2 separate regions of the Podarcis muralis genome follow, and region 1 is linked to region 2. Evidence: chromatin contacts called from public Hi-C data. All regions are on one chromosome and are shown on one strand. Each heading gives the region's core, a stretch centred on a gene start, on an enhancer-like site or on the middle of the called end of the contact. The rest is flanking DNA. Distances are from core to core; before and after follow the strand shown. Region 1 holds the start of NELFCD (negative elongation factor complex member C/D). Region 2 holds the start of STX16 (syntaxin 16).

Region 1 (5,380 bases), core at 1,679-4,178, 310 kb after region 2:
ATGGTGGATCTACACACAGGAAAACCCCCACTATAAGAAGTAAGTCAGAAATTAATTTGTTAAAGGGGGGGGAGAGTTATGTCAAAAATGCTTAGTTGTTTTTTGTTTGGGTTGGGGGTTTTTTTGGTGTATTTTATCTGTTCTCTGGAGCCATCCAGTGTTGCATGTTTATAACAAATTCAAAACATTTTTTGACTAATGTAGCTTAGTCCTCATAGGAATCTGCCTTATTCAGAGTCAGACCATTGATCCATCTTTCTCAGTATTGTCTACTCTGACTAGAAGTTGGTCTCCAGGGTTTCGGACAGGATCTCCCCAGCACTGTTTGGAGATACCAGGGATTGAATAGGGGAGCCTTTTGCAGATAAAGCATGTCCTCTACCACTGAGCTGCAGAAGGCAATATTCTATAAATGCAGTTATTTTTGTACACCTTCCTTAGACTATAAGATTTTTAAAGTGTTCAAAATCTGCTTTTAAATTTATCCTAATGCTATTACGTATCTGCATTTAAATATATATATATATATGCCCTTTTCTAGATGAAAAAATATCCCAACAGATCCATACGTCACCCATGTGGGTGTGAATTATTGGATGTACAAAGGGTTCTTGAATCTGTAATAACTTTTGAAGAAAGCCCAGGATGCCTTGGAAAAGTTTGAAAATGAGCCCATGTAGTAGACACAATCTATACGTCGCCTGCAATGATTAGGGAGTAAAGGTATGGATTTCATTTGAGTTAATAAAAGTGTCACGGTGACAAAACCCCAGCTGTGTTGTGTAGATAAACAACAGGTTCAATTTCACAACATTATGCAACCTCCTTATTGTTCCAATGATGTTTTTATTAAGCTGATCCTATCCATCCAAGATAGGGACGCGGGTGGCGCTGTGGGTAAAAGCCTCAGCGCCTAGGACTTGCCGATCGTCAGGTCGGCGGTTCGAATCCCCGCGGCGGGGTGCACTCCCGTTGCTCGGTCCCAGCGCCTGCCAACCTAGCAGTTCGAAAGCACCCCCGGGTGCAAGTAGATAAATAGGGACTGCTTACTGGCGGGAAGGTAAACGGCGTTTCCGTGTGCTGCGCTGGCTCGCCAGATGCAGTTTTGTCACGCTGGCCACGTGACCCGGAAGTGTCTCCGGACAGCGCTGGCCCCCGGCCTCTTAAGTGAGATGGGCGCACAACCCCAGAGTCTGTCAAGACTGGCCCGTACGGGCAGGGGTACCTTTACCTTTTTATCCATCCAAGACAGAAGGCACAGCTGGGAGGAAAACCCAAACAAAATCCAAATGGTACTTTTCAGGAGCAGGAAATGTAAAAGCTGACCCAGTGATCACAACTAATACGCCATCGGTCTTCAGCGTAATCGCAAACTGCGTTCGCAGAACCTTAAGCAACAATTGTCCTGATAGGAGAGACTTGTAGGAAATGGAAATCATCAACTGAGGACTTCCACATACAGTGGTACCTCGGGTTAAGTACTTAATTTGTTCCGGAGGTCCGTACTTATCCTGAAACTGTTCTTAACCTGAAGCACCACTTTTAGCTAATGGGGCCTACTGCTGCCGCCGCGCCGCCGGAGCACAATTTCTGTTCTCATCCTGAAGCAAAGTTCTTAACCTGAAGCACTATTTCTGGGTTAGCGGAGTCTGTAACCTGAAGCGTATGTAACCCGAGGTACCACTGTAATCTCTTTATATATGGATTTTGAAAATAACACAGCACTTAAACCAGTAACAGCTGAGTTTACATACTAAGGCTTTGCCAATATGCTTATTTTGCAGACAGGCTAATATGGAAAGTGTTTCCAGGAGGGCCAAAACTTGAAAACTTCAGCATTAACAGAATGCAGGATATGCTGCATTCTTAATTTCAGAGAAGTGAAATGGCTTGCTCAACTTTTGCCATTTAGTGCAAGGCAAGCTTGGAGCTTTCATCAAAAAGCAAGTGACAAGCTATTTCAATATTCCTTGCTGTTTGGGCACCTTGATTATGGCATGGTCCATTCATTCTTGTTGTTTGGCAATGAAATATTAACAATCTGGATGTTACAAACTAACCTGTTAGCATTATTTAGGCTGTCAGATCCTGTCAGAGACATTGTGAAGCCATAAAGTTTAACTTAATTTTTAACTTAAAATTTTAAAGGGGGAATAAGAATTGTGTGGAAAGTTTTAGGTCCTGTGCCGGTGTTATCTCATTATTAATCATACAGGAAATATGTTGCACCATTTCATGCTTTACTTGTACAACTGAAGTACCAAAAGATTGTTGTTTGAATTGTGCACTCATATGTCCCAAAATAAGTTTGTGCTCAGAGGGGGGGACAGGGAGGAGACCATGGGGTCAGGTTGTTTTGGAGCTGGTGGTTTTTAACGAGAGGAGCCATAATTAGTTTGGGAAATTGGCCATCTGTCATGGATGCTTTAGCTGAGATTCCTGCATTGCAGAGGGTTGAACTAGATGATAAGTAAGTGATGTATATTCTCAGAAAGTAACCATTTAATATATTTTGTTAATTTAACGTAAGCATAACTGCGGAATCATAGAAATGTATAAGTTAAATGTTATGGATGTGCTTTCACTGTGTTATTTCGTACTCTATTTCAGTTTTGCTCTGAAATGTTCTTATTTGTTGTAACTTACATTTCAAAGAGGGTAGACCAAGACCTAGAGGAAAGAGCTTTCTCTGACTTAGCCATGAAGGCTGTGTACTCCCTCTGGTACCAGAGGTGGTGTGCCTCTAAATACCAGTTTCTGGGCAGCACAAGAGGGGAATGTAGGAAGCTGCCAAACACCAAGTCAAACCATTGGTCCATCTAGTTCAGCATTGTCTGCACTGATTGGCAGTGGCTCTCCAGGGTCTCAGGTCTCATTCTTTCCCAGCTAGGGATTTAATCCAAGACCTCCTGCATCCAAAGCTGATGCTCTGTCACTGAGCTATGGTCCTCTCCCCCCACCAAGCAGGAGCTGTGGGTCCATGGATGAGTGCATCCGTTGCAGTGAGAGGTCCCTTGGTCCAGCCCGTGGCATCCATCTCCAGGTAAGGAAGACTCCAACCTAAAATCCTGGAGAGCTGCTGCCAGTCAGTGCAGACAATACTGCCCTTCCTCCGTTGTGTGCTGCTGAGCTCGTGTCCTGCTTTGTAGGCTTGGGTGCTAAGAGAACAGGACAAGGAGCTCCATAAGTCCTTGGGTCGGATCCTGCAGGGCTCCAGTGCTGTTCGAAAAGCACCCAAGCCCAGCGCCTTACACATAGGGTGGGAGCAGCAGGCGTTTTTTTAATTAGGAGCGTTGCATTGCAAACCACGCGCCTGCACGGCAGGCAAACCAGGCTGCATCCATCCTTGACTCCCCTATTGCAATACCCGCTTCTTATCTCTATGGCATCATAGGCGACTCCGGAGAGGGAAGAGCTTCGCTCTACTCCCGGAAGTCTCGCTGGAAGCTCGTAAATGGGGCTAGAGCCCCACGTGGTCCTTACAGGCTTCCCCTCTCCGCCCACCATTACCCACAAACCACCTTGCCGTGGCACAGAGGCACAAATTGAAGAGGGAGCCACCTTAGTTTTGGATCGGGCTATTCTTGGTTCAGATCAAGAAGCCATTTTCAAGTGCCTCCTAGTTTACAGAAGGCAGGAGCGTGATGCAAACAACTTTAACGTGGCTGAGCATAGGAGCCAACTCCTAGGGGATTTATTTTATTTTTGTAGGTATGGACAGATATAGGGCTTTTTTTTCTGTGCTTGTTTTTAAAAGATTCCCCCCCCCCTTATTTTAATCCGATGTTAGCATTTTAACTTTTATATGTTTTTAAGTAGGGCTGTAGTCCCCCCCCCCGCCCTGCATTTTCTTCTTGGTTAAACCCACTTGTTGTCGTTTAGTGTGTCCGACTCTTTGTGACCCCATGGACCAGAGCACGCCAGGCACTCCTGTCTTCCACTGCCTCCCGCAGTTTGGTCAAACTCATGTTGGTAGCTTTGAGAACACTGTCCAACCATCTCGTCCTCTGTCGCCCCCTTCTCCTTGTGCCCTCCATCTTTCCCAACATCAGGGTCTTTTCCAGGGAGTCTTCTCTTCTCATGAGGTGGCCAAAGTATTGGAGCCTCAGCTTCAGGATCTGTCCTTCCAGTGAGCACCCAGGGCTGATTTTCTTAAGAATTGAGAAGTTTGATCTTCTTGCAGTCCATGGGACTCTCAAGAGTCTCCTCCAGCACCATAATTCAAAAGCATCAGTTCTTCAGCGATCAGCCTTCTTTATGGTCCAGCTCTCACTTCCATACATCACTACTGGGAAAACCATAGCTTTAACTATACGGACCTTTGTTGACAAGGTGATGTCTCTGCTTTTTAACATGCTGTCTAGGCTTGTCATTGCTTTTCTCCCAAGAAGCAGGCGTCTTTTAATTTCATGACTGCTAGACGCGGGTGGCACTGTGGGTTAAACCACAGAGCCTAGGACTTGCTGATCAGAAGATTGGCGCTTCGAATCCCCGTGACGGGATGAGCTCCCGTTGCTCAGTCCCAGCTCCTGCCAACCTAGCAGTTCGAAAGCACGTCAAAGTGCAAGTAGATAAATAGGTACTGCTCCAGCGGGAAGGTAAACGCGTTTCCGTGCGCTGCTCTGGTTTGCCAGAAGAGGCTTCGTCATGCTGGCCACATGACCCGGAAGCTGCACGCTGGCTCCTTTGGCCAATAAAGCGAGATGAGCGCCGCAACCCCAGAGTCGGCCACGACTGGACCTAATGGTCAGGGGACCCTTTACCTTTAAACCCACTTAGAGGCTGGTTTTTCGGGGGGGGGGGACACACACCATCAAACGGTGTGCAAAATATTCTGAAACGAAGGAGCGAATAAGCAGCAAGCGAGCAAACAAAACCGTAAGCCACTTTTTTTTTTTTTTTTGTCCCGGGGTATAAATGAGTCTAAGAATAGTAACCGACAATGGAAAAGAAGCCTATAAACCTGTAAGCCGCCCCGGGGGGGAGGGGCGAGGCGAATCAATAAAACCTTCAGAAGAAGCCCGGAATTCGTCCGTGCGCGTGGCCTCTCTTCCCTTTTCGTGCCTCTGCGGCCTCGGCGCCGGAGGTCCCTTCGAGGGAGGAGGAGGGGAGGCGGACGTGGCCTGCGGTCGAGCGGAGCCCATGGAGGAGCCCGACTACCTGGGAGGCAGCGCGGCCGCCGAGTGGGGGGACGACGGCGGCGGCGACGGAGGGGCGGTGAGAGCGGGGCCCTTGAGGGAGAGCTTTCGGGGAGGGTCTTCTTGTTGTTATTGATTATTCCCCAACCCCCCCTTTTTTCCTGAGGCTGTGCACAAGCCGGAAACCTTATTTCCCCCTCCTCCCCGGGGGATTGATTTATTTTCAGAAAAACTGTAGGTAG
Region 2 (6,148 bases), core at 220-2,719:
TGGACTGAGAAAGACAAAGAGATGTATATTTAAAGTGTGTGTGAGAGAGAGTGCATGAGGGGATGCATGCATGTACGTGTCTGGTGTGGTCGCTTTGTATATTTTCCGTGGTACTGGATATTGTTCCCTGTTGTTATTAAGCTGCAACAGCATCGCTGTGTGTTCATGTGAGAAAGAAATGGGGGCACCTCAGGAATGATTTATTTTTTTATTTCTTATTTATTTGTCACTCAGCCCAGCCTTCATGTGTCATGGTACCAACTCAGGTGTGTCGTATCCCATTACCTGCCTTTGAAGACAGAATGGCCACTACCAGTAGAGGTATTTAGAAACACAAGCAGCCCTGCTTCAGCCCTGCAGTTCTCACCATCGCTTTCTGTGGGGTGGTCTTGACAAAATCTCTCCTGGCTTCAGACCTAGAGACAATGAATAGGAAAGGCTCTCCAGCAGCATCACCACAGACTTCATAATAATTTAATAATCTTCTTACTTATACCCTGCCCTATCTTCCACTAAACTCAGCCTGCCAACTTCCATGGGTTTCATCACGCACGTGCACAACCCCTTTTCACCTTTTACGCGTCACGTGCAAGCATATGCAAGCACCATTTCTCCTTGGCCACATTCGAAACCTCTTGTTCATAAACAAGCGGCAGTCAACATCCATGAAGGTCACCAGTGGGGCCACATTTGCTCCCCCATTCATTCACATTCATGTCCCCAGATTCAGTCCACAAATATCCACCAGTTCCTAATGACCGGAACCAGCTTACATGTCCACAGGCACCACCTTGCTGCAGGCATTGCACAGGTGAGAGCTCCTCCAGCTTCCACCCACCAACCAACAGCTGTCCAGCTTCCATGAGGTCCACTCCTAAACTTCAGCCATCCTCCGCCCATAGCAATCCCTCTCAGCAAAGGAACTTGTCTACTTATTACTCCACTCAAGGGACTCCACTCACCTATAGTCCAACCCGCTGCAATACAGGAATATTAATTATTATTATTATTATTATTATTATTATTATTATTATTATTATTATTTATTGAATTTATACACCGCCCTATACCCGGAGTTCACGGGTCTCGAACTCACGACCCTCGCATTAAAGAGTCTCAACACTCTGCCGGCCGCGCCATCCACAACCTCCCCGCCGACTTCTCGCCCCACGCGTCGCTTTAGCCGGCTTACCTGACGAAAAAAACCGGGAACCGGAAGTTTCGCTTGCGAACCATTACGACCGCGAGCTCTTTGGCCGGCGCCGCTCCCCCGCTCTGCCTCCTTCCCCGCCCACCTCAGGAGCCCGGCGCGCGGCCGGAACTTTCGAGCGCCGCTTCCTGGAGGCGCGGGGGAAGCGTGTCCCCGTTGCACGATGCGGAAGTGAGCCGCGGCTGGCGGCGGGGTTACGGCGGGGTTCCATCCGGGTCCGGCTAGGGAAACGATGTGGGGGGCTGGAGGGGGCCGGGGCTAGGATCCTTCCCCGTTCCTGGCGGGGGGTGGGGAGAGGAAGGGCCTTCCGGGGGCTGGTCCTGTGTCCGCCCCGGGCGAGGCTGGGCGTGAGGCGCCCTTTGGGCGGGTGGGATTCCGGGGGGGGGGGCGACCCCAGGAAAGGTGACCCTCAGCAAGACTAGGGTGGGGGTCGGGGTCCCCATGAGGGGAAGCAAGGGGGGCTCCTCCTCGGAGATTTGCAGGTGCCCCGAGGAAACCGAGTGAGGGGCTTTGAGTCCCGGGAGCGTTTCAAGCTCTCCGCCCCCCGCAGGATTTTGAATGGGCTCCGTCCTGAGGGGAAGCTAGGAGAGGGCCGGAGTTGGGATCGGGGCCCCTGAGGAGCCTATAGGGCCCAGTGGATAGGTTCCCCCCCCCCCCGGGTGTGCGCGTGGTGTTTTCCCCCTAGGGGGGTTTAGAAAGCCATGGCCACCCGGCGTTTAACAGACGCCTTCTTGTTGTTGCGGAACAACGCGATCCAAAGCCGGCAGCTGCTGGCCGAGCAAGTGAGTAGTTACGGCTCCTCCAGCCCTCTGACTTCACGTAGCATGGCTGCTGCGGTGAGTCTCCCTTCGTCCTACTGTATCCCACATTTCGCTGTTTCTTAAGTGCCAGCTGCGTTATAGGGCTGTCAGGCGGCAAGCATGCCATCCTTGTGTCTTCTTTCCCCCCTTTCCTCAACCTCTCTTACTCGCCTGTATCCTCTATATGTATATAAAGAAATGTGTTTGCTCCAATAGGTGTTTGCTCCCCCGCTCCCAGTTCAATGTCCACTATTAGGGTTTGCATGCATTGAGGGGCACCCTGACTTTTAAGGAACTACCCTGTTCCGAAACTGCATTAAAAACAACTGTTGTAGCAAAGGGAGTTTTCTAATGGTAGGTCGGTTAACACCTTGCAAGCAGAAAAACTAGGTTTGCTCCCAGTGTATGTTCAGCAAGCAACTGCAGCCAGTCACAGGTAGTCAATTTTTATTGTGCTTTTAGATGCAGAAGTGAATGTTTTTCTTTCCCTGTTTTCCTGTCAAATTGCAGACTTGGGACATGTCTGATTTTACTTAAGTCTTCTTTAAGAGTTTTGAAAGCTTCATATGGGATTATTTGACATGGCAGCCTCCAATGTCTTTTGTCTTGCTAATGTTCTTGGAAGATGTCCAGTTGAATAATTTTTATTTTGTCCTGGGCGCACATAGAATTCCCCAACATTTGACCCAGCCATCCAAGTTCTGGGCATCCAATTCTGCAGTACTGTACATTATTTTTCTCATAATAAGGAGTATGGCAATCATTCACTTATGGGGGGGAAATAAAGTTGTGCACTTGGATACTCTGCTGGGATTCCCGTTCTGTGTCTCAGCTATTTTTGTTCCATGGAAATCTAAGAGAATTAACAATTAAGCCAGCCCCTTTCTGCAGCCCCTCCTTCTGCAAAGTACTGCCTGAATTGTCTCTTGTCACTTGAACTGATTTAGATAGATAAATGTGGCAATTAAAAGTGGGTGTAGCCTTGAATCTCCCAATGCATGCCTACACTTTCTTTTGATTTGCTGAGTGTTCCTGAACAAGTTACTCTGGTTCAATGTCCTGTTCTGTTAAAGGGGAAAGAGTATCCTTGCTGTTTTTCTAAAGCACTCTGAAGTTGACCAGACAGCCTATTAAAAAAACCAATTGCTATAATATATCCCAATACCCATTTCTTTTTTTTGGTCAACTTTCCCTTCTCTATCTTTATGTTACAATTAATTTGGTAAAATGTGATAGGAAGATATTCCTAGATGCCAGAATAAAATCATTAATTTTATTCTGAATCAAATCTTCAGGCACCAACTTGGTGCTGAAATTAGGATAGGTTAGGGATTTTGCTCCTCATGCCACTATAATGTCTGTCTGTCTTTTCTTTCCCTCTCTGTGTGTGTGCGTTTTCATATCAGTCACCTCTGTCGATTGATTTTGCTTACTTTTCAGCTTACTGCTACAGTTTTATGCTTCATTATTACACCACTACCATTCCGTTCATAAAACATTAAATTGTTGCCCTCTCCTCTTTCCCCCAATTGTATTCTCCTTTAGTGCGTGAAAAATAAGCTTAATTTACACTGATCTCTGAGGCACCAGTGCAAGGAGCAGTTCTGTTTTGTGCTATGCAACTGCTGAGTGTTCAACTGGTGTGCAAGTGTTTCTCTACACGTTGAAAATTAGTTGAAAACTGCATGCAGGTTCTATGTTGTTAGACCTAGTTACAGTGCAGTCCTTCCTATGCATGCCCACTCAAAAGTAAGTCCCAGGGAGGTCAGTGGGGCTTGCTCCCAGGAAAGTGGGTACAGTGGTACCTCAGGTTAAGTACTTAATTCGTTACGGAGGTCTGTTCTTAACCTGAAACTGTTCTTAACCTGAAGCACCACTTTAGCTAATGGGGCCTCCTGCTGCCGCTGTGCCGCCGGAGCACGATTTCTGTTCTCATCCTGAAGCAAAGTTCTTAACCTGAAGCACTATTTCTGGGTTAGCGGAGTCTGTAACCTGAAGCGTATGTAACCTGAGGTACCACTGTATAGGATTGCAGTCATAGTTTTTTGTTGTCCTCCAGCTCTGTTTTTGTTAGGCCAGATATAAAATGTATCCTCATGCTAGAAATGTGTTTAAAAGAAAACACCAGTACCGTAATTTATACCTTTAAACAATACTTTGAAGTACAGGCAAATTGACATCTTACCAGCTGATTTGCACAAAATTATATAGGCTTCTTCAGACATTTAGAGACTCTTGTAATTTAAAAGAAAGTGTCTATTGTGGGTTTGGCTAGATAATAAAAGATCCTAATTACCATTTCCCTGGTGATCAAGTACTTTTGTGTACATAACTGCTATGTTATACCACATGGGAATGGTTTATTTTGAAGGCTGTATGTTAGAATGGGGGGAAACTGCCTGATTCCTATATAATTTATTACAGCCAATGTAAAAAAATTGATTAACTTGGTTATTACTAAATTCTTTTGGCAGCCCCTCTTAAGAGTTTTAAGCCCTCTTCCTTTCAACCTGAAGAAGAGACCCGCCCCCGCCCCCCCATTTTTGCAATGCACTTTGCCCAACTGGTCAGAATTGGACTCCTCCTCCTATCAGATCATGTTAATGTTGATTTGCATGCTGCTTTTTAAGCCAAAGGCTGGTAGCTGATAAGAGAAGAAAAACACATAATACAACAAAATAAAAGTCAATCAAAATTAATGCTCGGTAGTTAAGGAGCTGGTAAATATATAACAGTTGGAAGAATGGAACTCTGATGAAAAGGAATGAGAATAATCATTTGTTAAAAAGAGAGACGTAAGGGAGCCTTTCCAAAACCTGTTGGCTACTGTGAAGAAGCCTGTGTCCATGTACTCACCAAATTAACCTCAGATAATGGTGAGGCGCAGAGACTTCTTGGAAGGTCTTAACAAGCATACAGTATCATAAGGAAGTAAGCGTTCAGATAATCTGGGACTGGGATGAGCAATACCAAACCTTTCTGTGGGGAATTTGGATTGAGCGGAGGTGCAGGAAGGTTAAGCATCCTGTCTCCTATTGAGACTCCCTTTTAGGAGACCTTCATCGTCTTTGTTCCCACTTTTCCACGTTTAACCAGGGTGGCTGCAGTAGGTAGATTGCTGTACACCTCTCGTTTGACTGTCTACCGTGGGCAGCTGTGTCTCTCACAGGCATTACTGAAATCACATTATCTGAAAACTGTAAAATGTCTGTGGATTCCAGGGCCCTTCTAAAAAGGAGGAAGAATGAATGAATGAACGAGCCACAAGCTAAAAGCCATATTGTATGGCATGTGGTCTGTTTCATTCACACTGGAGAAGAGAGTCCAGTTCCCTGAGGCTGACCATTCTAGATGGATGTTGTTGAACAGATTGCAGCTCCTGCTTTATCCACCCAAACCCTAAAAGTTTTGATATTGGAGTGGATCAAGATCTACTTCCCATGTTATACATTTCCTATGTGAAAGCACATCTGTGTAGCATGGCATCCATAGATCATCATGTCTGACAATCACACTTGTGCGCATTTTGCACACGCAGTGGAAGGAGTTGGCCAATCATAGCTTCCTTACATGTGTGCCTGCAGTCAAGCTTGATGATCTACAGATGGGTTTCTACTTCTCGACACACATGTTTTCCGGGTAGCTTGTAAAGTATCACTTCCCAACCTTGGGCCCCCAGGTGTTGTTCTACAATCCCTGTCATCTCTGACCACTGGCTAGGGATGATGGGATTTGTAGTCCAACAACATGTGGGAGCACAAGGTTGAGAAGGCTGCTCTAAAGAAAGAGGCAAATTGCTGGTAATTGGGGAAATAGATGTGGTCTCTTCTCTGCTGCAGTTTTCAGCATGTGCCATTGTGGGATTCTGTAATAGAAGTTTCAAAGGCTGTTTTGTTCTCAGGGAGTGCAACACTGCATGCACATTAAAAGATCAAGTTATATATATTTTAAAACTTGAGTCCAGATCCTGCAACATTTGCCATTGCTGTTTGAAATTGCATGTGGAATAATCACTATTAAAAACACAGTATGAAAGGTTTTCTTCTTTTAAAAAGACAGTCACTATTAATATGAATAAAATATCTCTGTATGAACAGTTCTTTAACTCTATGTTAAACCAAGAGGTTCAATATTCCTT

Evidence for each region. Hi-C and Micro-C count contacts between places; a contact is called where the count stands out from the background.
Region 1: a contact with region 2 is called in a Hi-C map of tail, with 3 times the contacts expected there. The contact joins the promoter of NELFCD here to the promoter of STX16 in region 2. A contact is called at or near these places in 2 of 3 Hi-C or Micro-C datasets (blood and tail).

What each region holds. Positions count from the first base shown.
Region 1 is chr5:88,555,403-88,560,782 of rPodMur119.hap1.1, forward strand. NELFCD (negative elongation factor complex member C/D) reads left to right here and starts at 2,929. Exons shown (of 15, transcript XM_028735313.2): 1 at 2,929-3,043. The coding sequence starts at 2,981.
Region 2 is chr5:88,250,415-88,256,562 of rPodMur119.hap1.1, forward strand. It overlaps STX16 (syntaxin 16), which reads left to right and starts at 1,470. Exons shown (of 9, transcript XM_028735301.2): 1 at 1,470-2,046. The coding sequence starts at 1,912. It overlaps LOC144327858 (a long non-coding RNA gene), which reads right to left and starts at 1,360. Exons shown (of 2, transcript XR_013393025.1): 1 at 1,193-1,360; 2 at 195-416.